Linked DNA regions of Triticum aestivum: region 1 is linked to region 2. The links are chromatin contacts, called in public Hi-C maps. All regions are on one chromosome and are shown on one strand. Each heading gives the region's core, a stretch centred on a gene start, on an enhancer-like site or on the middle of the called end of the contact. The rest is flanking DNA. Distances are from core to core; before and after follow the strand shown.

Region 1 (3,814 bases), core at 1,220-3,719, 760 kb before region 2:
ATGGTTAAACAGAAAATGTGATTAAATCATCGTTTAGCATTTATTCATGGAAGAGCAACAAATGAAGTACTTCCATTGATCAATTTTTATATGCTTATTTGTTTTGTGATATTCACAAAAGTTGGAAGGCATGCATCCATAGTTAATGCATGCATACTTAGGCCTCCTTTGGTTTAGAGGAATCTTGTAGGAATTTCATAGGATAGGATTTCTATAGGAAAAAAAATCCTTTAGAGCCCTTTGGTTTGTAGGAATGGAATCCTATTCCTATGGAGGAATTCTTCCTATCCTCCACATTTCATAGGAAAATAAACATTAGCCTAGACTCAATGGAAAAAATCCTATGATGTGAATCAAAGGGCATCTCCTTTCCTATTCCTACTCATAGGATTTGAGATACATGTCATCTCATTTCCTATAACTTTCCTATTCCTACGATTTTCCTACCCTATGAACCAAAGGAGGCCTAAGCACACAAAGTATTGTCTCGCATTTCCAGAGAACTATTAGAATGGTATAGGCATTGGCAAATTTTAACATGGTCCCTCTTACATCCTCTTTTCCCATGGGAGGTAAGAAGGTAAGAGTTACTCAGACCCACTACCTAATGAAATCAACGGCTCAGATCTATTATATACTCTTACCTCTCATGTGAAAAGAGGAGGTAAGAGAGACCATGTTAAACTACTGATAAGCATTCGTGTTGGCGACTTCCTCAATCATAGAGCTTTTTTAATCTACGAACCTGGTCAAAATAGGTCTTACAAATATGGATGGATGGAGAGTAAATCACAGACAATATCCACAAGATAACTGACAAGTAATAAACTGATAAAAAGAGAAGGAATTCACCCCATCGTGTCCTCTTATCTTCTTGGCTGATGTAGAAATGCTAGTGTCATGCTTGGACCTCTTTTTTATGGAACCATTGTTCATTATAGAGTCCGATGTTGGTGATGTAGCCTCATGCTCATTTGACGAGCTAGCTGTTAACTTGCTTCGCTTTCTTTTGAATTTTGAAACCCAATTTCCATCTGCTGCACTATCACATAAAGAGCTCCTCTCCTTCATCGTTGGAGGACGTCACATGCTGCTAGCAACAGAAGAATGCATTTCTTTATTAGTAACTCAAAATATAAAAGTAGACAACCACTAATTGAATATACTAAGCTCCCTGTGTAGTCATGTAGTATTGTATGCATTACAATACTAATCTAAAGCGAGATTAAAAGTAGCTCAAGAGACAAGCACTAGAACAACCGAGGACTTGAGGTGCATGGATTTACTCAGAGATTACTTGTATAGTGTTCTCATACAAATACAAAGCAGTAGCTGATGATCAGTCCCATATTAACAGATAAATGACAGCATTTGAATTATTGTTCGCTGAATGTTCCTTTTGCTTTGTGCCAATGTATCCCAAAAAGAAGGAATTCATGTATAGAACATGACAAAGCGAAATTAATGATATGCAACAAAGAAACAAAGCAGAACATTTTCCAAGCATGACCCCTTTAAGAAAGCAAACGGCAGAAAACAAGGATAACCAGAACATAGCATTGTTGTCGCTTGTCAGGACTAGTTGCTAATAATGAACTGATACTCAAAATAACTTCACGTATAACCTAGGCATGAAATACATAGCCAAATCCCACTAGGAACCTCACACTACTTCTTTGCTTCAGTCATTAATATACAACTGGATTGTGTTACCGATCTCTGTGGTACATCGCTTGAAAATCTACCACAAATTCCCTGTGATATATTGCTTTTAAATCCACTTAACGAGTCTAGCATAAGCAGTCAAACACACGATGTGACATAGTGCTAAAATTCGGCCACGACTAGCAAATACTATAGTTTACACTCCAGATGGTTCGCCTCGTATGCCCATTGCCAACGCGTATCCGGATTTTCCCTGCTGCTACTCTCTGCCGGACAGTGGTGTAGAAACAGCGCACAGGCAGCTAGAACCAGCTATGAATCATATGTGACAAACAGAAGCATTACCGTTTCTTACACAAGCTCACCAGCTGCTAACAAACCTCGCACCCCAAAACGCCCAAACCGGCACCCAAACACAAATCCGAATCTCCGCCCTAACCCCGCACCCCGTCCGACAGTCAAACCACTACACAGCAAAATTCTTGACAAAAAATCCCGTAGACCCACCCAATTAGGCGCTGAACCGCAGTACCGGGAGCGGCTTCACCTCGGGGGGTCGCCGCAGCGCCCCGAAACTGGAGCCGAATCGACGGAGGCAGCGGCGGATCACGCGGCCCGGCGCCCCACAGAGCACAGCAGCGCGGAGGGAGAGCCGGAACCGAGCGGAGCGGGGCGGCGGCGGCGGCGGTGGAATAGATGCGGGCAGTGGGGAGGGGTGCGAATGGGGAACGGGGACGCAGGGCGGGGGCAGCAGACAGCGGCGCGGCTATCGATGGGGAGGGGCACCCATCGGGGGGTGGTAGGGGGCCGTGCGCAGCGCTCCCTTCACGCGTCGCTTTCGCCTGCCCACCAGGGGCGGAGGTGGGTGACAGGCGGGGCCCTCGGGCGGCAGGGAGGGACACGTGGGGGCGGGCGCGAGGTGAGTGCCGGCTTCCGCGGTGGCGTGAGACGGCGGGCGGGTGGGTGGCCGCGGCCCGCCGCTCCAGGCGCGGGCGCGGGCGGCGGGTGGATGGAATTGATGGGATGATTCCGTTGGCCGTTGTTTGGGTGGGAAGCTGCTCCTCTAGTTAGTGCCAAGGTTTTTTGAGGTTTTATAGGTTGACACTGTGAGCTTTGGGAAAGAAGATACTCCTTTCTTCTTCCTACGTTCTGCCTTTTCTTGTTCTTACGTTCTGCCTTTTCCAGCCTTCAGCTTTCATTCAGTGACCATTCATCCTCATCTTTTCACTCGCTGCAGCACTGCTTTTTTCGGGTGCCATCACAACATACAGCGTTCAGGGATGGCGTCTTCCTCCTTGAAGTTACCGCTGTGAAGTTTATTTGCTCTCTGTACCTCATGCCATGAAATGTCCGAATGAAAATCTAAAATCATGCTATGCCAAATCGGGTGACCACAGTGTCCTCAACATCGTTTTTCCTTTTGGAGGCGTCATCTTGGAGATCCCGCCGATGGATTCCCACAGCGTGCATGATTGATGGCGGGACTTGGGTTTAAAGTGGTGCCGACACGGTCTTCTTCTTTCTCTTTTTTTTGCACTGCCTTTTGCGGCGTTTTCCTCCAATGAACTTTTGGCAATCAAATGCAGACAATTAGGATGCAACTCTCAGTATTCATTAGATGCATATGCACATGCATATGTAGTACAAGGGGTAGTCATATCCTCTACTATAGATGCAAAGGAGGAAGGCATGTGGCACAAGACACCCCCCCCCCCGCGCGCATGCAGTCGAAGTGGGCCATTGTTGACGCAAAGATTGGATCGAAGTCCTCGAATGACGTCGTAGGCAAGCCCTTGGTCATGATGTCTGCAACTTGTTGGGAGGTGGTACGTATAGAACACGTATATGACCGAGAGCCACCTGTTCCCGAACAAAATGAATATCAAGCTCGATGTGCTTGGTACGACGATGATCGACCGGGTTGGCGGAGAGGTAGACGGCGGAAACGTTATCGCAGTACACCACCGTGGCCTTGTCGACATGACACGAAAGCTCAAGGAGGAGCTAGCGGAGCCGGGAACACCCAGCGACAACATTAGCCACTACACGATACTCAACCTCATCATTGGAGCGAGAGACTGTTGGCTGCTGCTTGGACGACCACGAAATAAGTGATGGACCAAGGAAGACACAATATCCCGAAGTGGAA
Region 2 (3,954 bases), core at 231-2,730:
GTCGCAACGTGCTTACGGGGGCGGCCACGCCCCCTCTTGGGCGGTGGCGATCCGGGCCCCTCCTGGCGAGCCTTCCCTTTCTCCGTGGCCGAGAACCTCTTCGTCGGCGCCATGGGCCTGCGGCAAGACGGTGAGCCGAGGGGGAAGAAAAAGGAGCAATCGGTGAGAAGGCGGAGATGAGCGAGGGGGCTCTGCCCCTCCCCTCATTTATAGCCAGGAGGAGGCCAACCGCTGGCCTCCCCGATCGCGCGTAATGATGGTTTTCTTCTGCATGCAGCAGGGTCTCGTTAAGTCGAACGGTTGCCGAGGCAGCGTGGGGAAGCGGAGGCGCCCACGTCCCGTCAACCGCCACGCGTTGACCAAGGCCGCAGGCAGTTGGGGCTCGCGGCGCTCCGCACTTGCCCTTTGGCTTCGCCTCGAAGCCAAGTTCGAGCGCGCCTTGGGCCTGGGGGCTACTGTCGGCGTTCTGGGACCGGGGGTGCCCAGACTTGCCTGCCTGGGGACCATGGCGTGGCTCCGTCAACGGCCCGGTACGGCCCCGCTTCAGCAGCAACAGCTCAAGACCCTCGTGAGGGGCCAAGCCTCGCGAGGGGGACGCCACCAAGACCTCCCCGGGGGCAGCCTCGGTAGGCTGGCTCCCGAGGAGTGGAGATATCAATGCAGGGTGCACCTCGCGAGGCTCGCATGACGTGAGCCATGACGACCTAGGGCCAGGCGGACGCCAGCGGGCGCAGTGTACCAGTTTCCTCTTTGGTGCTACGGAGGCAAGCGCAGGCGTGGGGTCCCGAGAGATCAGACAAAGGTTTCCATATCGGTGCAACAAGACCAATACCGCCAGGACGGCAGGACGGAGGTCATCGCGGAGCCCACGACAACGTCACCACCAGAGCCTTTGGCAAGCGAAGACCACCTTTTGTCAGGATAGCTTGTACTAGTTGTCTCCCTTCAAACTTGGCCGTTGTGAGATCCCTTCCCGTCTAACATTTGGGGAGAGGACCAATGCCACTATAAATAGGACCTAGCCACCACCGTAGCAAAGGACGGATCATTCAGATCATCCTCACAGCCACCAGCTCATCGAGCTCAAGAACACCCCGAGGCTGTTCATCCATTGTACTAATTCATCCTCAGCCCCCTCGAGGCAATTCACCACACACTGGAGTAGGGTATTACACTGCAAGGTGGCCCGAACCAGTATAAACCCCTGTGTCTCTTGTTCTTTGGATTCGTCGAGTTAGGCCGTGGGATCGTTGAGCGAGCGAGCGAGCTGGGGAGAGAGTGTTCTTCGTGCGCACCCCAGAGTTCGAACCTCTTAAGGGTTTACGGAACCTGTAATCCGACAGCGACTGATATGGCGAGATGAAGGAGACGTTCGGGACGCGCGTCCTTTCTAGCGAACGACCAGAAAAACGTGACCTGGCAATTGTAAGTGCTTTAAGATGCGTACTTGCAATCAACGGCTCAGGACGTGTTTGGGACGAGGAGCAAAAATATGGCACGTTCGGGGGTTATAGAATCGAAAAAAAGAAGCAAACATGCCCTTATGCGCTGCTTCGGCCATTGCCTTTCCTCCCACCTGTCACGCAAACCCTTTGAGGCCTTGGTAGTGGACTACGCCGCGACCTGGTCCACGGAGAGATAACGCCATGGTGGCTCGCAGGTTCTTAGTCCGGCAGGTCCCCGCCGACGAGGAGCACACGGTCGAGTACGACACGGAGGACGGACTCGACGTCCTCCGGTTTCAGATCTTCTCGCTCACCTCCGTCCCGCCCGACCTCCAGAAGGTTCGATCCCCGCCCCGACGACACACACTCCGCGATCATCCGGGTGCTTTCGCTCTGCTGTTCGCTGATCCGGTGTGGTGCCCGGCAGATCGTAGTGGAAGCGGATGGCTCCGTGGTCGACGACGGCACCGACCTCGAGTCAATCCCCGAGGGCCTGTGCCTCATGTCCATTGACGAGGGGGAGGACGCGGACGCGGCTTCGGCGTTGGCGACGGCGCAGGAGAAGTCCGATGAGGAACTGGCGAGGTTGATTGAGGTGCAGTTTCCCAGACCACTCACACCCCGCGATCATCCGGGTGTTTTGGCTCCGCTGTACTCTGATCCGGTGTAGTGCCCGTGCAGATCGAGGTGGAGGCGGATGGCTCCGTGGTCGACGACGGCACCGACCTCGAGTCCATTTCTGAGGTCCTCCGCCTCGTCCCCATCGGCGAGGGGGATGACGTGGATGCAGCGGCGGCTGCAGCTGCGAGGGCGCAGGAGAAGTCCGACGAGGAGCTCGCGAGGATGATTCAGGTGCGGTTTCGTTATGACATCCCTGGCTGTATCGGATGGTCTAGTGCGGTATCGAATTGGTCCAGGAGTTGGTCCTGCTTAGTGTGCAAATTGATCTGGTAATCTAGTTCACGCGATGGCTCTGGAGTTTGGAGTTTGGGTTGGACTAGGGTGAAACATGGGCACTGCATTTTACTGCATTGCAGTTTGGATGGTATCGGCAGGTCTTGTACTGTTTACATTTGTTAAAGATCATTTCTGTTTGATTGGGCAGTGAAAAGGGCAAGAGCTATGCTCGATTTTCATACCTGCATCTGTTCAAACTTGCATAAATGTAGTTTGAGGGCAGCAAACAATTGCATCCCTTGTTTAAATACTGAAGTACTTCACCTAGGGGAAAAGAGAGAGAAGGAAATCCAAATATCGATCCCCTTTTGAACATAGGAATAGGATGTCATGAGTCATGACATGCTAAATCATACAGGAATTGGAAACACTGGAATTGGTAATAGAAGTTTGATTGCTCCACAGGATAAACAAATTAATCTTCTACACAGACTGAGTGATGCCATAGTTAGACAGAAAGGAAATTTTCCAAGAGGGCTACCCTCTTCGCCTACGAAGCACCGATACGGCGACACGGATACGGCGATATGGGTACGGGGATACGGGATACGGCAATTTCCAGAAACAGCAATACGGCGATGTGGCAAGTATAGATAAATAATTAATAAAATGGCATGTTATAAAGACAAAGAATAATAAATGCATGAGATGAGATCAAAATACTGCCCCATAAGTTGCATCCATGCCTCTTTTCATCAAGTCCTCGTCTCGATGACTGAATGATCAACAATTTATTGAATCCTCATGGTACTTGCAAAATACATCATATGCTAGTATTAGAATTTGAAATATACATAACACTTAAGCATGAAAAGCTGAAAACAGTAAAGACGTTGGCTCGTAGCTTGCTTACCCAATGATACATGCTTGATGCTTCCCAGCCTCTCAACTGAAGATTGGCCTGCAGATGTCATTGTTAGTATTTCACTCCCTAGCACTAGCCGCAACATCAGCAGGTCAGCAGCAAATCATAGTTGATACAGCAGAGGCCAGCACCCAGTGCCCAGCTGCAGCTAGCAAGCATGCACACAAGTACATAACAAGTACGCAGACAGACACCAAGCACGAACGCACGCACACACGCCGCAGCAAGCACACACACAGCCAGCACGCATGCACTCGGCAGGAAGCACACACAGAATCAGCACGCAGCAAGCCAGCAAGAGCGGGAGGACCAGACACCACTGGGAGAGAGCAGAGATTGGGAAGGGGGGGGGGGGACACCTTGCTGGTGAGTGGTGACGGCCAACAGGCGGCGGCAGACACTCCAAGAGGCGGCGAGACGAGTCCACGGAGCGGCGAGGCGAGTCCAGATGACCGCAATGGAATCCAGGCAGTCCAGGCAGTGGCGGTGGTGGTAGCAACGCGGCGGCGCACTCGTGTGGTCGCACCTGAATCCTTGATCCAATCTGCTGCACAACAAACTGCGAGAGAGAGTGCTGGCTGTTTAGGGTTACGACTTTGCGAGTGGTGGAGTGGGCTTTTACTGGGCTTCCCGTGTCGCTGCCGTGTCGGCGGCATATCGGCAATTTTTTTCTTTTGTTTTAAATCG

What was found. Hi-C and Micro-C count contacts between places; a contact is called where the count stands out from the background.
Region 1: a contact with region 2 is called in a Hi-C map of leaf, with 5 times the contacts expected there. The contact joins the promoter of LOC123052609 here to the promoter of LOC123052608 in region 2. A contact is called at or near these places in 2 of 5 Hi-C or Micro-C datasets (both in leaf).

Annotation. Positions count from the first base shown.
Region 1 is chr2D:215,824,458-215,828,271 of IWGSC CS RefSeq v2.1, reverse strand. LOC123052609 (protein CHROMATIN REMODELING 4) reads right to left here and starts at 2,469. Exons shown (of 11, transcript XM_044475858.1): 1 at 2,213-2,469; 2 at 853-1,090. The coding sequence starts at 1,071.
Region 2 is chr2D:215,065,334-215,069,287 of IWGSC CS RefSeq v2.1, reverse strand. It overlaps LOC123052608 (peptide-N(4)-(N-acetyl-beta-glucosaminyl)asparagine amidase), which reads left to right and starts at 1,480. Exons shown (of 17, transcript XM_044475854.1): 1 at 1,480-1,784; 2 at 1,873-2,040; 3 at 2,127-2,297. The coding sequence starts at 1,647.